Linked DNA regions of Mus musculus: region 1 is linked to region 2. A link is a contact called in public ChIA-PET data. All regions are on one chromosome and are shown on one strand. The core of a region is the stretch at or near the end of the contact, and the rest is flanking DNA. Distances in the headings are between cores, read along the strand shown. Region 1 has its middle 40 kb from the start of Gm32564. Region 2 overlaps Arid2 (AT rich interactive domain 2 (ARID, RFX-like)).

What was found. ChIA-PET counts read pairs in DNA pulled down with a chosen protein or histone mark.
Region 1: an RNA polymerase II ChIA-PET map of memory CD8 T cells shows a contact between it and region 2, with 8 read pairs. The contact joins two enhancer-like sites. A contact is called at or near these places in 2 of 115 datasets of contacts at active chromatin or transcription factors (bone marrow-derived macrophages and memory CD8 T cells).

What each region holds. Positions count from the first base shown.
Region 1 is chr15:96,776,993-96,780,952 of GRCm38.p6, reverse strand. No RefSeq gene overlaps it. Among named protein-coding and RNA genes, the nearest start is that of Gm32564, 40 kb to the left of the region's middle. Within about 2 kb of position 2,487, at least 72 of the 459 cell types and tissues checked have an H3K27ac peak or open chromatin away from gene starts, as enhancers often do. A contact at or near this core is called in memory CD8 T cells, where this site is marked.
Region 2 is chr15:96,296,691-96,300,949 of GRCm38.p6, reverse strand. The region is part of intron 3 of Arid2 (AT rich interactive domain 2 (ARID, RFX-like)); the gene reads right to left. Among named protein-coding and RNA genes, the nearest start is that of Arid2, 11 kb to the right of the region's middle. Within about 2 kb of position 2,974, at least 51 of the 459 cell types and tissues checked have an H3K27ac peak or open chromatin away from gene starts, as enhancers often do. A contact at or near this core is called in memory CD8 T cells, where this site is marked.

The DNA of each region.
Region 1 (3,960 bases), core at 1,238-3,737, 480 kb before region 2:
GCTCGCTGCCCAGCATTAGAGAAAGCCCCTCGATTACTACACCTTGGTTTTATAGCTGTTCTGTACAGAGTAGATGATCTCCACCCAAATCCTGCCAGCTCTACATTTTTATATCTGGGGTATCAGTTTGACACTGTGGAATAAATAGATCTATGTGTCTGGATGTTTGCCACGAGGCTGGCTTCCTTTCTATAGATATGTATGCTAAAGACCAACCCAGATCCAGACTCTTAAATTATTGTAGCTCAGTATATGTGTCAGGTACACCGTCCCTGATATTCCAGTCATGGTCCAGCCCTGGGACCCTTAAGGTGTGTGCAAGCCTTCCAGGTGCAAAACAGATCTCAAACTTCATCCTCCCAATGCCAGAACATCCTTCTGCCCCCAGGAGGCTGGAAACACATCCAAAAAATCAACAAATAGGCCTAAAATAAATCTAATCCTAAAGCAAAAACAGTCTTCTATCGGTTTCCTTTAGCTGATACAGAAAATAACGATTAGAAGTTTGTGCTTTTTGTACATAAAAACTTTTGCATAATTTGTTAATGTTATAAACATCAGCAGTTCGCACCTTTTGGCTTTGTTAAGTTTACTACTGCTGTGATGACTACCATGACCAAACCCAAGTTGGGGTTCAGGGTTTACTCAGCTTACATGTCCACTTCCTAGTCCTTCGCTGAAGGAAGTCAGGGCAAGCACTCGAGCAGGGCAGGAACCTGGGGGGCAGGAGCTGAAGCCTCGGAGGAGTGATTTCTTACTTGTTGGCTCCTTATGGCTTGCTCAGCCTGCTTTCTTATAGACCCCAGGACGACCAGCCCAGGGATGGTACCACCCACCATGGGTGGATCACTAATTAAGAAAATTCCCTACAGGCTAATCATATGGAGACATTTTCTCAAATGAGACTCCCTCCTCTGTGATAGCTAGCTTGTGTTAAGTTGACACAAAACTAAACAGCACACCATGTCTCCAAATCTCAACTTATTCTAACGCTTAATATATATGTCTTTATATTTTATCTGTAAGATAGGGCTTCTTTGGTCCATAAGAGGTTTTATAAATATATTCAATCAAAGATCAAAAGGGATCTCCCTGTCCTTTTTAATTACTCTGCTAAAACACGAGGGATTACAAGCCAGTCACTCAACCTGACGTGACATCCTCTGTCAAGCATCCTGCATGTCATAGAGACTTGCCTCTACCATCTACAAGGAGCAAAAGAAATTATCTGGGCTGAAGTGTGGGAACAAACTCTTGGCAAACTTAGAAATACTTTTCATGTTGTCTTAACCTGGCTGATGATTGCTTTAGAACAAGTATCCCACTGTGGCTGGACACTTGATCTGCAGGATTCCTTAAAAGAAAGGAGCGGGTGGCAAGAATGTATCAAACGCTCCACAAAGATACAAAACGTTCTGGACGTGGCCTAGCTCTCAAGGCGCTGTCAGACTAGGTAGGTCACTTAAGTGCTTCTAAAAATATGGGACAGGGTAACTTTCCTGGCCTTGCTTTCGTTAGACACTAGACCAATTAATAGACAAGAAATAGTCGTCATCAAAGTTTGCTTTGAGAAAAATTGCAATATTTGCTCAGTTTTTATTGTGTGATGCTTTTGCATGGAGTCTTCCATTCAATTTCTTTTCCTAAATTCAGTGCTAAACTGCACACCAAGGTTTGTATTTGTATTTTTTTTGAAACATTATGTATAATAGAACCATTTTCTAAATCAGGCGTTATGAGCCTTCATATTTGTTTGTTTTCCTTTGTAGTTGTAAATTTACAGTGTGTTTCTGCTAATGCTCTCAAGTATCCTAGTCTCCCCCCCCCCCGCCCCGTCCCCCACTCCACCCACACAACCCCTTTCCTAGTATGTTGACCTTACTAAATGCAAGAATATCTCTTGGAAGCTGCTTACGTCCAATAGCACTTTCTAGAATTCCACGTATCATTTGTTAAACATGCTCTTACATTCTTCTCTGCCAAAGGCTAATAGTTACAGATATAGCATTGAACAACACAGACAGTCCTGTCTCCACAGAAATGACTGCCAAAATAGATTTGGACAGGAACCCAGGGGCGCCAAACGGGAGAGCAATAGAGAATCCGGCTGTGGCCAAAGCCGAGACTTCGGCAAAAGGGGAGGCTCATCCTAGAAGCAAGAACCAGCGCGATACACAAGCTTGAGTTCTGGGCATGCGCAGTTCGCACTGGAGTTCTGAAGCACCTGGGCCTGCCTGCTCCTGTGAATGCCTGAGCATGGTGGGTGCTCATCATGCAGGGGCAATCTAATGTATTCCTTGAATAGCATCAGTAGACATAAGCCATTGCGGTCTTAAGCTTTCTATGCAGATCTGGGGGATTTTGTTTTGTTTTTCACTTAATTCTGTGCAGCGTGTGTATCTAGACAGCCAAGCCTAGCCTTAGCTCTCTGGCCCTGACCTCCACGTCTTGTACCCCAGCATGCAGATAAGCACACTGTACCCTACTTCCTGCTAGAAGCACCCCCTACTTTGATGTGGAGAGTCAGGGGAAGTGTTTCAGTTCTCGCAGTTACTAAACCGTGCAAGGGGAAATTGGTGTAAGCACACCAAAATGCTAAGTGCACCCTGGCCTGGTTGCACAGAACTCCGGCTCCGGGCAGCCATCAGGAGCGCTGTCAAGACTGTAATGCACAGGGCTCCATGTTGGAACTCTCAACCCCAGAGGCCAAGGGACCATGGAGGAAAGGTGTTTAAAGAGTGCCACCTCGTAATGAGGAGGATGAAGGGTCAGACTCCACTGTTGAAGACAAATCTTTCCACCAAGATCCGCTGCAACAAAGATGATCCAGCCCATGCCGCTGTCAAAAGGCGCGAACAGCAAATCCCTTTAAATCTACCAATCTTAGTTAGCTTTCTCTGGGGGTGTGAGTGGATACAGACCCCCAGTGAAGCCGACCTCTGCTTCTCACCCCTTATGCCATCAGGTGGACAGAATTCCAATGGGGTGAGAAGCAGAGGTCGGCTTCACCGGCAGCAAAGGATGAAGTAAGCAGAGACTAAGAAAAACATCGTTTCTGTTCTTTCTTTGTAATTCGTGGAAACCGGGAAGATCAGTAGAGCCACAGAAGACTGGCTACCACCGTGTCATTTCCATTAGTCTTTGTGTGTCAGAGTGAAGGGAAGAAGAACATCACTGTCACACTGAAAGAAAGTGGCCCATTTGTTCAACATGGCTGTCACGTCCCTCCTGACTTCTCAAGGTGGTCATAGAGTAAGCTAATTTCCATTTGGTGGTATGGAACTTTAGTCCGAGTGTCTTTGTTTTGAGCCTTGCTAGAGGCTATTTGGGGTCAGCACAGAAACATAATGGGGGGGGGGGGACTTCCTATTGTGTTTATGGAACAGTGTCCTAGAAAAGTAAATTATAAGCCAAGGAAAGAAGGACATTTTAACCCTGAAGTACAAGAAAAATTGCCACAGGACCAGCAAGACAAGTCAGAAAGTAAAGGACACTAAGGCTGGTGACCTGAAGTCAACCCTCTGGAGCCCGCATGGCAGAAGGAAGACCCATCATCACAAGTTGTCCTCTAACTTCTGCATGTGCCCTATGCTGTACAGGCCTCCCTCATCCAGTAGATCGATAAGGAAACATATTTAAAATATTTTAAATTAAAAAAAAAATCCATTGCTTCAAAGAATAGAACGGCCATTGTTGTTATGCTTATGAACTTATAGTGTAGTTTTAAAATCAGTGTTTCTTTTCTGCCTTTTCTTCTCTGAAGGCATGAAAAAAAAAAAACCCACTCATTGTACTAATTAAACCCTACCTGAAGATCTGGTTCATACTGGTTTCTATTCTTTGTAGGGGACAGGCCGAGAATAGAGTATTAGAACTACTAACAAAGAGGGAGTGGGGAATGAATTATTAACAGAAACAACAATTCAAGCGAGAAACTATCAGAAGAAATTGTGCCTGAGT
Region 2 (4,259 bases), core at 1,725-4,224:
GACATCTAATTCCTCTTGCCTAAAATTCCTAACCTAAATCTGATCCTGAAAAACTATCACAAGCCAACTTCAGAGCACATCTGGCCTACACTTTGGTGGGTGTTGTTATTTGGGGTAATTCATTTATTTGAAGCACGTCCTCACAATATTCCTCAAATGTGCTATGTCTACGACACCCAGGCTAGTCTTACAGCAAGTGTTAAGCTTACAAGCCTGTACCAATATGCCTAGCTTTGATAGCACTATTGAAAATGGCAATATTCTAAAATGTAGAAGGGCTACAACTAGAAAACAGGAGAGGTAAATACAACACATGACCATGAACAATAGGAACAACTGTAACATCTTAGTTAATGTTACAACATGCAATGGAACCTATGTTAAATTTTCTGTTAAATCTCTATTAAAGTGGTTTGTCTGTCAATTGGTGTCATGAGCACATATGTGACACGGGTGAACAGTGAGGTGTGAGATGTAATCTTCAATGCCACCTACCTCCTATGAGAGACTGCCTGTTGCTTACCATTTAGGCTGGCAGGCATTCCCCCCCCCCCCGCCCTCCAGCACTGTCGTTTACGCATGCACCTACTGCACCCTGCATTTCTCCATGGGCTTTGGGGATCAACCTCAAGTCCCTGTGCTTGAGAGGAAAATGCTTTATGCCACTGCAGCATCTGTCCTGACACAGGCTCTGCCTCAGATGAGCTGTCTGAGAACTCGCTGCAGCTCACACTGCTCTCAGACTCCTGGCAGTCCTCTTGCCTTAGCTTCCCACTCGCTGAGGTTATAGGCATGAACTCCCAGGCCCTGGCAAGAAGACTTTTCTTCTTAGGTGACATATGCTTATGTAACGTAAGAGCAAACATAGGTATTATTCCTATAAAGGCGTCAAACGATTAGACAACAGCCAGTACGATGCACAATGTATAATGCACCACTAGATATAAAAGAAAATTATTTAGAAAATAACTAATAACCAATCTAGATAAAGTGTAAAAAAGAATGTATATATTAGTAGCAAAGTGTTTTAACTTTCAAGAGAAAACATGGCAAAAAAGAAAAATCAATTCACTATTTTTCAATCAGGTTACTCAAAAATCATAGACCTTTTGGTTTAATTAATGTGTAACAACACGGGGTTACCTGAAAAGGGGAGTCAGGAATGTGATTCTCTAATGACGTAAACTAAAAAGAATATACCAAACTTCTTCATGAACACCCCTGACCAGTCAGCCATATTAAAGCACATATGTGGGAAACACAGGCTACACAGGTACTGATAAATAACTTCAATTACAAATAACCTCAGTGGCTGAAGAGCTGGCTCAGTGGTTAAGAGACTTGCGGGCCTCGAGAAGCCCTGAGTTGAACTCCCAGGACCCATCTTGGGCAGTTCACAACTACCTGTAACTCCAGCTTGAGGGAATTCAACATCTCTGACCTCTGGAGGCACCTGTACACATGTATACTTGCATGTACAAGATAAAGTTAAAATGGCAAAATTATTTTTTAAGTTTTAAATTTAAAAAGAAGCATAACCTTAAACATATGGGAAATCAACTTAATCCAAAATAATCAAGGAAAATATTATTAACCCCAGGATGACTATAGACAAACTAAGTTTAACCCTTGCTCTGCAGTGTCAGGAGTCAGGCAATGGTTACATAAGGACCCCAGATTTACGTTCTCTGGTATTCACAAATCTGTTATCTATTTGTTATGTGGTGCTAAAGACAGAACCCAGGGCCTCAAGTGTACATTTTAACAGGATGTTTCCCTGACCTCTTGCACAATTATATTAACATTTTACTTATTTAATTCCTGGGCTAAAAGAGGGACAAAATAGAATTTGACCCAAAAAGACTTCCTCATAAAAGATATGTTATAATTATATGATAAGCAGTATTATTGTAAAATAACTGATCACTAGATACACTAAGCAAACATTACGCATAATGGTAAGAACTCAAAGACCATTATGAGCATTTGCCATCCTTAACAATAAGATGAACATCCAAACAACAGATTATGACACAATGTTCTTCAAATTCTGCTTCATAAGAAAACTTTCCAGCTAACCACTGCCCCCAAGTACATGGAAATTAAATTTACTGATAAAATTTAAACAAACCTGGAACACAGGCCTGAACTATTTAGCGACAGCTCAGAATAGCTATGGATAATGTTCTATAAAATGTAAAGCAGGTCCATTACCAAAGAAGGGAATGGGACAATGGGCAAAAGGGACAAAGTGTGCTCAGAACACACGTGAAACAGATTTCCTAACTGGCATGTAATACCGGGAGCTGAGGCTGGGGAATACCACTCTATAGTAGAGTGCTTGCCTAGCAGGTGCTAAGTCCTCAATTCAATCCCCAGTATAAACTAAAGGAAAAAAGGGGAAGGATGCAAGGAGGGAACACTCAGCACAATGGCCCTGCTACTTAAGTAACCGATTAGCCTCTGAAAGAAAGTCTCAGGAATATAAACAATTTTCTGATTGTTTACCTAGGATTTAATAACAATTGTTTCTAAAATTTGAAATAAAATACATGTGAGCAAAGCTTTGCAAAACGGAAACCCTGGGGTCGGGTTGATGAGCTCAGTCAGCAAGGTCCTCGCTGTGAAAATGAGGACATGAAGTTAGACCCTAGGATCCTATAAAGATCAGGACGGGATGGAGAGACTCGGGATGGAGAGACGGCCCGTGCTGGAGAGCACCGGCTGCTCTCCTGGAGCACCTGCATGGTGCTCACACCATGTCTAACTCAGCTCCAGAGGCTCCAACACCCTATTCTGGCCTTTAGGGCACCAGGTATGCTTGTAAGTGCTGTGCAGACATACATGCAGGCAAAATCACTCATACATAGAAAAAAATGAAACAAACAAAGAAAGCAGGATGTGGTATGCAACTGTAACCCCAACGCTGAGGGGGGAGAGACTGAGGAATCCATAAAGCTCACTGGCCAGACAGCCAACCTGAATGTATGAGCTCCAAGTTCAATCACAGAGCCTCACGGCAAAGAAGAACGCAGAGAGTACGCATCACAGTATCTCGGACACCTGAGCACATTCACCACAGACAAGCACATGTGTACACATGTGTACATGCGCACACACACGCACGGTACACACACATACCTGGAAGGAAGCGGAAATGCTGCATTAAACCAAGCATCACCTCTCTACAGCTTGTATTGTGTGGGTGCTGGGCTGAGGCCTTTACACACACACACACACACACACACACACACACACACACACACATACCCCTGCCCTGACTTGGAAGTACTAAGTCTACAAGGGAACTCTCCTGAGTGGACCAGGGACAGAAAAGATTCCTCACCACCATGACAAGCACTGACTAAATTCAGTAAAGCTAATGATTTCTCATTTGGAAAGAATAACGTGAAGTCCATACAGGAAAACAACAATGACAAATACATGTTAAGAAAATTCTCCAGTGAGAAAAGAAGTTGAAGGCAACCTCAGTTTGAGTTGTTTAAACGAAACCCAAGTTAAACAGCTGCAGTAAGGGCGAGTGAGGATCCGGCGGCTGGCTCGTCCCTTCCCCAGTGAAGCAGAGCTCTTGTACCCTCTCTGAAACTCAAAGACAAAGGCAGGGTGTGTCCAAGCTCTGCTCTGTGACAGGTGCAGCTTTAGCAGGTGCCCCAGACCAGATGCCACTTACAGCTTTGTTCTGGACGTAACCCTGGCCAGCATGTCGGTGCCAAGTTAAGCCAGTTATCTCAGCAGCTAAATTGGTTTCACTGGTACTTAGATCAACTGTCCTCAAACTTCAGACTACTCGCAACCACCTGGGGCATGCTTTTGAAAACTAGTTTCAGCCTACTAACTATTAAGTCCACAGGTCAGTCTTAGCGTTAAATGAACAGCTGAGGCCCAGGATACCTCAGGCAGCGAAGCCCCACTTAGGAAGCAGCCCCTCTTCTACCAAAGCTGTCATTATCAACCTTAGATCCAGCTGTTTCCAGGAGAACATGGTGGGAACAGGTAACTGACTTAGGAAGCAGTCAACCAAAGCCCCAAGTCAGGACTTTCTAAGGGACAAATGAACCCATTGCATGAATACATATGGGAAAAGGAAGGGAACGGACAGTTAAGAGGTAAGACCCAGCAGCTGACACATCAAACACATCCCCTTCTTCAGGTCCCATCACAGCAAACTATGGGTAAGCAGAGTCCTGTGGTCACACAACTACAGGTCTGTCACTGGACAACAACCCTGAATGAGGCAA